Regions from separate parts of the Mus musculus genome. Here region 2 is linked to region 1. The links are chromatin contacts, called in public HiChIP or PLAC-seq maps. All regions are on one chromosome and are shown on one strand. The core of a region is the stretch at or near the end of the contact, and the rest is flanking DNA. Distances in the headings are between cores, read along the strand shown. Region 1 holds the start of Fkbp3 (FK506 binding protein 3). Region 2 overlaps Fancm (Fanconi anemia, complementation group M).

Region 1 (3,278 bases), core at 762-3,261:
CATGATCTCTACTGTAGATGAGAAAAGACTGGCGAAAGGAGATAAAAGTTGGTTATATAGAAGCAATCAGTTACTTCAGCACTTTTGTCATTTCTTTGAGAGTCCAGAAAAATACCTAAAATACAACTATCTAATAGTTTATGAGTAACAAAAATAATGACCATCAACTAATTTAGGTAAAAGACTATCACTGGGGAACAAAAATTATCACAAAACTGTTATATGTTCCAAGTCTCTTGAAATGGTCCAAGTCAGGTCAGTGGCGCTTAAGAGTCTAGAAGAAGAAAAACAATTAAAAACTTTACAGTCTACCTTGGGATAAATAAGCTGTTTAAAGACAGCTTAAGAAGTACAGTATTGAGGTATTAAATGCCCAACTCTACTGCTGAACATCATAATGGCTCAAGAGAATACCCATTAAAATGGCAAGTGGGTCTATCCGCAAAGGGGCCTTTTCCTTTCACTCTTGTATATTCACTCAAACAGTTCTACAGTGTACTACACGTTTCATAAATATGGCTGGACCATATCCTGACGCCTGGAGAAGTGTGAGAGTTCTTGGGTCTCCCAACAAGATCTTAAGTGAAAATACAATCTTCTCAAAAGAACCCAGAAACTTTTTAAACCGAAATGACAGGACTGTAAAAACACAGGCATGAGTATGTGAATGATCACTGGAAAATACCCATTTAAATGTCACTAAATGCATTTTCATATTTTGGAATCACACAGCACTCGCTATCTTGACATTTTTGAATCTGAAAATCTGTAGCAAAACTTAATTTAGGCTGCACCTTCTATTTTAAAATGGTAGATTGATGCACATCGTGTATGACCACTGAGGTGGGGCAGTGGTGGAGAGCGCCTTTAATCCCAGCACTTGGGAGGCAGAGGCAGGTGGATTTCTGAGTTCAAGGTCAGCCTGGTCTACAGATCGAGTTCCAGGACAGCCAGGGCTACACAGAGAAACCCTGTCTCAAAAAACAAAAACAAAGCAACCCCCCCCCCCCGGAAAAAAAAACCTCAAAATAATTTAACTGAGGTACAGAACATGACGTGATGGAGCAGGGCTGTTATTCCTAGCACTTGCTAGATGAAGGTAAGGTCAAGGGAGTTTGAGGCCTGTCTGGGCTATGAGATGTTGCCTCCAAAAAGATTAAGGAGTCGGGGGGGCTGGGGTGGGGGTGGGAATGAATGACCCTTCCTGAAGGGCAAAAACTCAAGTCTAACAAAATAACCCGTGACTACAAAATGGGTGGCTAAGATGCGGACAGGGCTGAAAGCTGCATTATACAACTAGAATTTTTCAAATCTGCGTGCTTATAATCACAGAAGCCCGCCGTATTAAAAATTCACATTTAATTCCCCTAAGGTTATTTTGTAAAAGATTTGTAACAAAAAAAGTTAAAACAGTAATATGTGGGTTTCTGAAAATCACGGATCATAGTTCGGTATTCAGTACATGGGTAAGACAAACTAGATGCACACGAGGCTCCCTCGCATCCTTACACCCCTCCCTCCCATTTCCCAGTGGCCAGCACTGTGCGCCCCGGCAGCATGCACTCCCGAGTCCTCGCCCCCGCCTCAGACGCCAGCATTTCAGGGTCCTTCTCCTCAGGTCCTCGGCCCTCACAGATCCTGTCTGGGATTTAAATCTACGGCCGCAGCTCCAGGGCCTGCCCTAGGAAATAAGGGCCGAACCCCGCGGAATCTGGGGCGGCCCAAGGGGCGGGAGAGTGGGAGCTCACGCGGGCCGCTCAGGCCTGGCCAGCACCGGCCACAGAGGGCGAGGGCGGGGGCACCGAGGAATCCGGTATGTAAGGCATCTCCGGGGGGGGTGAAGCTGCCCCGGGACGCCCCGGCCTGGCCGCCCAGATGCCTTTGGTACCGAATCTGAACCGTGATCCTGCAGAAACTTGATAATGTCCTTCTTGGGCAGCTGCTCGCTGCGCAGCTGCTCCACGGTCCATGCACGCTGCGGAACAGCCGCCGCCATCTTCCCCTGCTGCTGCCGCTGCACTGAGCCAGCCCGCCTCAATCCGGCGCGGTCCCGCCCTCAGGGCGTGGCCCGGGCTTACGCCACGCTCTAGGGGTGGGGCCTCCGCCTTTTGGAATCAGCCCACACTTTCTACGCAGCCCCGGCCCTGAAGGGTGGCCTGGGCATGCGTGGCGCGCGAGGAGGCGGGGCTTCTGCTTTGCTGAGCCTGGGGGTTTCTTCCGTCCACTCTCTGTCCCCACGGGTCCTGCGCGGGACTCCGGGGCCCGGCCGCCATGGTCCTAAACCGGATTGACTCGTGAGCTAGGGTGATGTCAACACTGGGCTGTGAGGGCCTTGTTGAGTAGAATGAAAATCTGTGCAGGTCTCTTGGCCAGCGGCATGCAGTGATGATGGCAAACCTTATTTTGATGCTTTCTGAGGCGTTCTTTGGGCAGCCATCACGCCCACTTGTTTATTATTTACGGCTTACGATGTCTTTAAAAGTACAGATTGTAAACGGTTTAAAGAAAATAACAGCATTCGGGTTTTCAATCTCATTTTAGGCTAGTTCTACTCTAATCTTATCTGGATTGGCCTAGTCCTTGCCCATCAAACAATTTCCACAAAACTAAATGCAAACCTCTCCCGACAGAGCTTTGCCTACAAATTTAGAAACTTGAATAAAACAATGTAATTACGCTGTACTTAAAATACCTCTTTACGATAGTGAGGGTGGTGTATGTACAGCAAGAGCTTCGCGTGTTTGTACTTTGTTTCAGTAACTGAGGAAATAGATGTTTACCGATTTTGTACTGGTACCCAAGACTAAAAGCAGAAAGCTGTCACTAACAGAACTGGGCAAGAACACTTACTGCTCTATAGCTGTAATCATTATGTGAGAGTTAAGATATGAAGTGTATGTCTGTAGCACTTAGGAGCCCGTATAGCCCCTTACAAGATGAGGCAGGACATTGGCCAACTCAAGGTCATTTTGGTCTGCATGCAGAGTTCCAGGCCAGAGTGGGCCTCAGAGCAAGAACCCGTGTGAAACAAAAACATACGGAGGAAAACAGAAAAAGAAATCCCACGACAAAAATGTATTTGTTTTAGTTTCTCAATGAATGCAGGGCCAGAGCACATTCTTTAGACAGACAAAACATTAAAACTGCCATTTGTATAACACAAAACTGCATTTTCTCAGCATAGATGGAGAAAAATATTATTTATCTCTACTTTTGCTTCAATCATGTTACGGTTACAAACGATGACTGAATGCTTGTCCTGGGGTCACGAAGTTATG
Region 2 (3,730 bases), core at 746-3,245, 39 kb after region 1:
CATTTGCCAGTTTTGCTTTGTTGTTGCTCCCTAGGAACAGAACTTTTTTTAGGCCTTTTCTTTTTACAAATTGCAGGATTATTTCAGCAGGGTCACTCCCTGAGGACACCACTCCCTCTATTCTCTTTTTTCCTTATCTCTTTCAACTCAAACCCTGGCTACCACATTAAATACCCTGATGCTCTTTTTCACTTGCATAAGAGTGACTGCTAATCGGGCAGTGGTGGCACAGGCCTTTGCCTTTAATCCCAGGACCTGGGAGGCAGAGGCAGGTAGATTTCTGAGGCCAGCCTGGTCTATAGAGTGAGTTCCAGGGCTACACAGAGAAACCCTGTCTCGAAACACCAAAAAAAAAAAAAAAAAAAAAAAAAGAGCGACCACTAATGACTATGTGACAGAGTCAGATTAGGCTGTCTTGAATTGAAGTCTGTTGCAAAGGTAGTCAAAAGCGCTTCAGGCACAGTCTTGGGCCAGCTATGCCCATTGCTAAAACATCCCAAGAATGGTCTCTAGAGAGGATCCCTGCAGGTGTCAGACAGGAAGCAACTGTGCAAAGAGATTTGGGGAGTCTAATCCTAAGCAGTGCATGGTCGGCATATTTAAAACCCAGTACAACTTGGGGAAAGGGTTGCAGGCAGCTCAGTCCAGTCAGTCCAATTCCAGTTGCACAATAAAGTGTAAGGGCTGACTGCATAGAAACTGTTTTACAAAGTTCACGTGACCGTGAGGGTGGGTTCTATAGCTTAACAGCCTAGAGTCTAGCAAAGCCACTTCCACTTTTCTGGGCAGGAAAACAGGCATTTTATCTCCTCCAATAAGAAGTCCCAGTGTGTTTAATCCTAGTTTTCCTGATGCTCTGGTTGCACAGACTTTTGTGCCCCTAGCTGTCTCTATTCTATTTGCTGATATTGTTACCCTCTCTGTATCCTTGCACTGTGCTTCCACAGCCCACATTGCTCTCAACACTACTGTCTTCCAATCCCCTACCAGTCCTCCACAGCTCTCCAAAAACATCATGGTCAAACCTGTCACATCTGTAGTACTCCAGGTACCAGCCTGTTTTAGTACCTACCCACCCTCCCTCCCTCCCTTCCTTCCTTTTTAATGTACATTGATATTTTGCCTGCATATACGTCTGAGTGAGGATGTTACACAGGAAAAGGTTACGGGCAGCTCTGTATTCTGCCATGTGGGTGCTGGGAATTGAACCTGGGTCCTTTGGAAGAACAGCTGGTGCTCTTAACTGCTGAGCCATCTCTCCAGCCCTGTCTTAGTTACCTTTTGATTGCTTTAAAGAGATGCTATGACCAAGGCAACTTATAGAAGAGTTTATTGACATTCCAACATCGTGGTGTTGGAAGCATAGCAGCAAGCACACCTGGTGCTAGAAAAGAGCTGAGAGCTCACATCTGATCCACAAGCACAAGGCAGAGAGCTAACTGTGAATGGCATGGACTTAAAAACCTTAACATCTGTCCCCAGTGGCACACCTCTTCTAATACCCACACCTGCTAACCCTTTCCAAGTGTTCTCAACAACTGGGGCCCAAGTATTCAAACATAGGAAAGTACAGAGCCATTCTCATTCAAACCACAACAGTGTGTATGGTATATACTATGTGTAGAATGGGGGTGCACACATGCCAGTTTGAGTGTGTGAAAGTCAATGGATAATTTTTAGGGGTTTTGTCCTAGCATAGGTTCTAGAGACCATACCTGGGTCTTCGGGTTCAAATGCTTAATTTCACACACACACACACACACACACACACACACATTATATTTAACTAAAAGTATTTTAGATTTTTAGTGAACCCAGGCTACCCTTGAATTCCCTGTGTAGCAGAGGATGACCTTGAAGTTTCACTCCTACCCAGCTCTCTGATCCTGGGATTGCTGGCTTGGGCAGCCATAGCAGATTTATTTAGCACCACTCCCAGTTTGTTAGTGCTGGGGATGGAAATCAAGAAAGCTTTGTGCATGCTGAGCCAACTGAGCTACACCCACCACATCCCACACCCCAGCTCCACTGAAGGCTTTTGTTAGGAACTAAGTCTATCCTACACTGAAGGGGAAAGAGAAATTGTGATCAGCTAGGAAGAGTAGGGAAGAGACTCCACAGGCTGTTCTCTGATCTCCCTATGTGTGCTGTGCCTTACGAATGTCCCACACATGGTAAATGTTTCATTTAAAAAAAAAAAAAAGGCATGATGGACTGATAAGAGCACATTTGCTTTTTCTCTTTACATTTTGTAAGTTGGGGCTTCATTTTAAATACATATTTTTATAAGTTTATTTTTATTTCCTGTATATGAGTAGTATTTTGCCTGCACAAGTGAAAGTATACCACATGCATGGTAATACCCTTGGATATTAGAATAGGGTGTTGTATTCCCTAGAAATAGAGTTACAGAAAGTTGTAAATGCCATGTGGGTGCTGGGAACTGAACCCTGGTCCTCTGTAAGAGCAGCTAATGCTCTAACTACTAAGCTATCTCTCCAGGCTCTTAAATATGTATTTATCAGCAAACTAATGTCTTTTATTCTTCTCTGTTCTTTTTTTTAAAATACTGTAAAGTTTATGTATATGTGTATGTGTGTGTGTATGTATGTGTATACACACACACATCTTTGTGAACATATGTCACATGTCTGTTTGTCTTTGGAAGATTAAGAAATTTAGGACATTTTTATTATGGTAATCAGTAATATGATTGTGATAGAGTAACTTTAACTATTGACCAGATTCATTTTTCAATTATAGTTGAACACTTAACTAGTGAAAGCGAAGATGATGTTTTCCTGAGAAAAACTAAAAAACCAAAAAGAAATGTCCTAAAGTCCCCGGAGGTAAGTCATTCCTTCCCCACAGTGCTGCAGTCAGTGAAGCCATGCTCCCGCTTCCTGACTGTGTTATATCTTAAACTGTTTGTCTGTTTCATCCAGGATCAGAAAAACAACGAAGTTGACTCACCCATTCATGCTGTAAAAAAACCCAGAGTTCTCAGGGTAAGTAAATTACAGGCGTTTTTATTCCTAGGGGTGTGGGGGTGTCTATTTGTGTCTGTGCCTGTCTCTGGGAGGCAAGAAAGGTCATCAGAGGCCCTGGAGCTGAAATTACAATGGTTGGAGCCACCCAGCACGGGTGCTGGGAAGCAGACTCGGGTCCTTGGAAGAGCAGTGTGTACTCTTAACCACTGAGTCATCTTTTCAGCCACAGTAACCTAAATTGTTTTAGGATAAGTAATATAAGAAAAAGCATGCACAGAAGAAAAAATTAGTATATTTGATCTTACAGGTATATGCTTAGTAGAACAATAGACACTATCTTTTGGTTTTGTTTTTGTTTTTCCAAGATAAGGTTTCTCTGTCCTGGAACTCACCCCATAGACCAAATTGGCCCCAAACTCAGATCCACCTGCCTCTGCCTCCTGAGTGCTGGGATTAAAGGTGTGCGCTACCACCATCACATAGCTAACACCATATCTTATGTGATTAGAATTTCTACTTCTACAAAAGAAATGGATTCATTATAAGCTTTCCTGATGATAACAATATAAATAATAAAGAAACAGAAATACAATGAATAAAAAAGAAAGCAGGTTACGGAGGTGTAATTTTTGAAGTTGAGATAAGAAAAAAAGCAGCCTTTAGCCTAAACATTAGGAGTTGTGTGTAGGAAGCTTCTTGAGAGAGGATCAACACCACAGCTAGCAAGGAAGCTGGGTGAG

Evidence for each region. HiChIP or PLAC-seq counts read pairs in DNA pulled down with a chosen protein or histone mark.
Region 2: a contact with region 1 is called in an H3K27ac HiChIP or PLAC-seq map of embryonic stem cells, with 33 read pairs. The contact joins the enhancer-like site here to the promoter of Fkbp3 in region 1. A contact is called at or near these places in 2 of 39 promoter capture datasets (the C10 cell line and embryonic stem cells), 18 of 484 Hi-C or Micro-C datasets (the Ba/F3 cell line, the HL-1 cell line, embryonic stem cells and 2 more), 12 of 115 datasets of contacts at active chromatin or transcription factors (the SCID.adh cell line, bone marrow-derived macrophages, embryonic stem cells and 3 more) and 3 of 9 other capture datasets (adipose tissue, liver and pancreatic islet).

What each region holds. Positions count from the first base shown.
Region 1 is chr12:65,071,927-65,075,204 of GRCm38.p6, forward strand. It overlaps Fkbp3 (FK506 binding protein 3), which reads right to left and starts at 2,012. Exons shown (of 7, transcript NM_013902.4): 1 at 1,889-2,012. The coding sequence starts at 1,996. It also overlaps a transcript of Fancm not described here.
Region 2 is chr12:65,111,011-65,114,740 of GRCm38.p6, forward strand. It overlaps Fancm (Fanconi anemia, complementation group M), which reads left to right. Exons shown (of 23, transcript NM_178912.4): 15 at 2,764-2,849; 16 at 2,946-3,008. Among named protein-coding and RNA genes, the nearest start is that of Fancm, 37 kb to the left of the region's middle. Within about 2 kb of position 1,996, at least 13 of the 459 cell types and tissues checked have an H3K27ac peak or open chromatin away from gene starts, as enhancers often do. A contact at or near this core is called in embryonic stem cells and trophoblast stem cells, where this site is marked.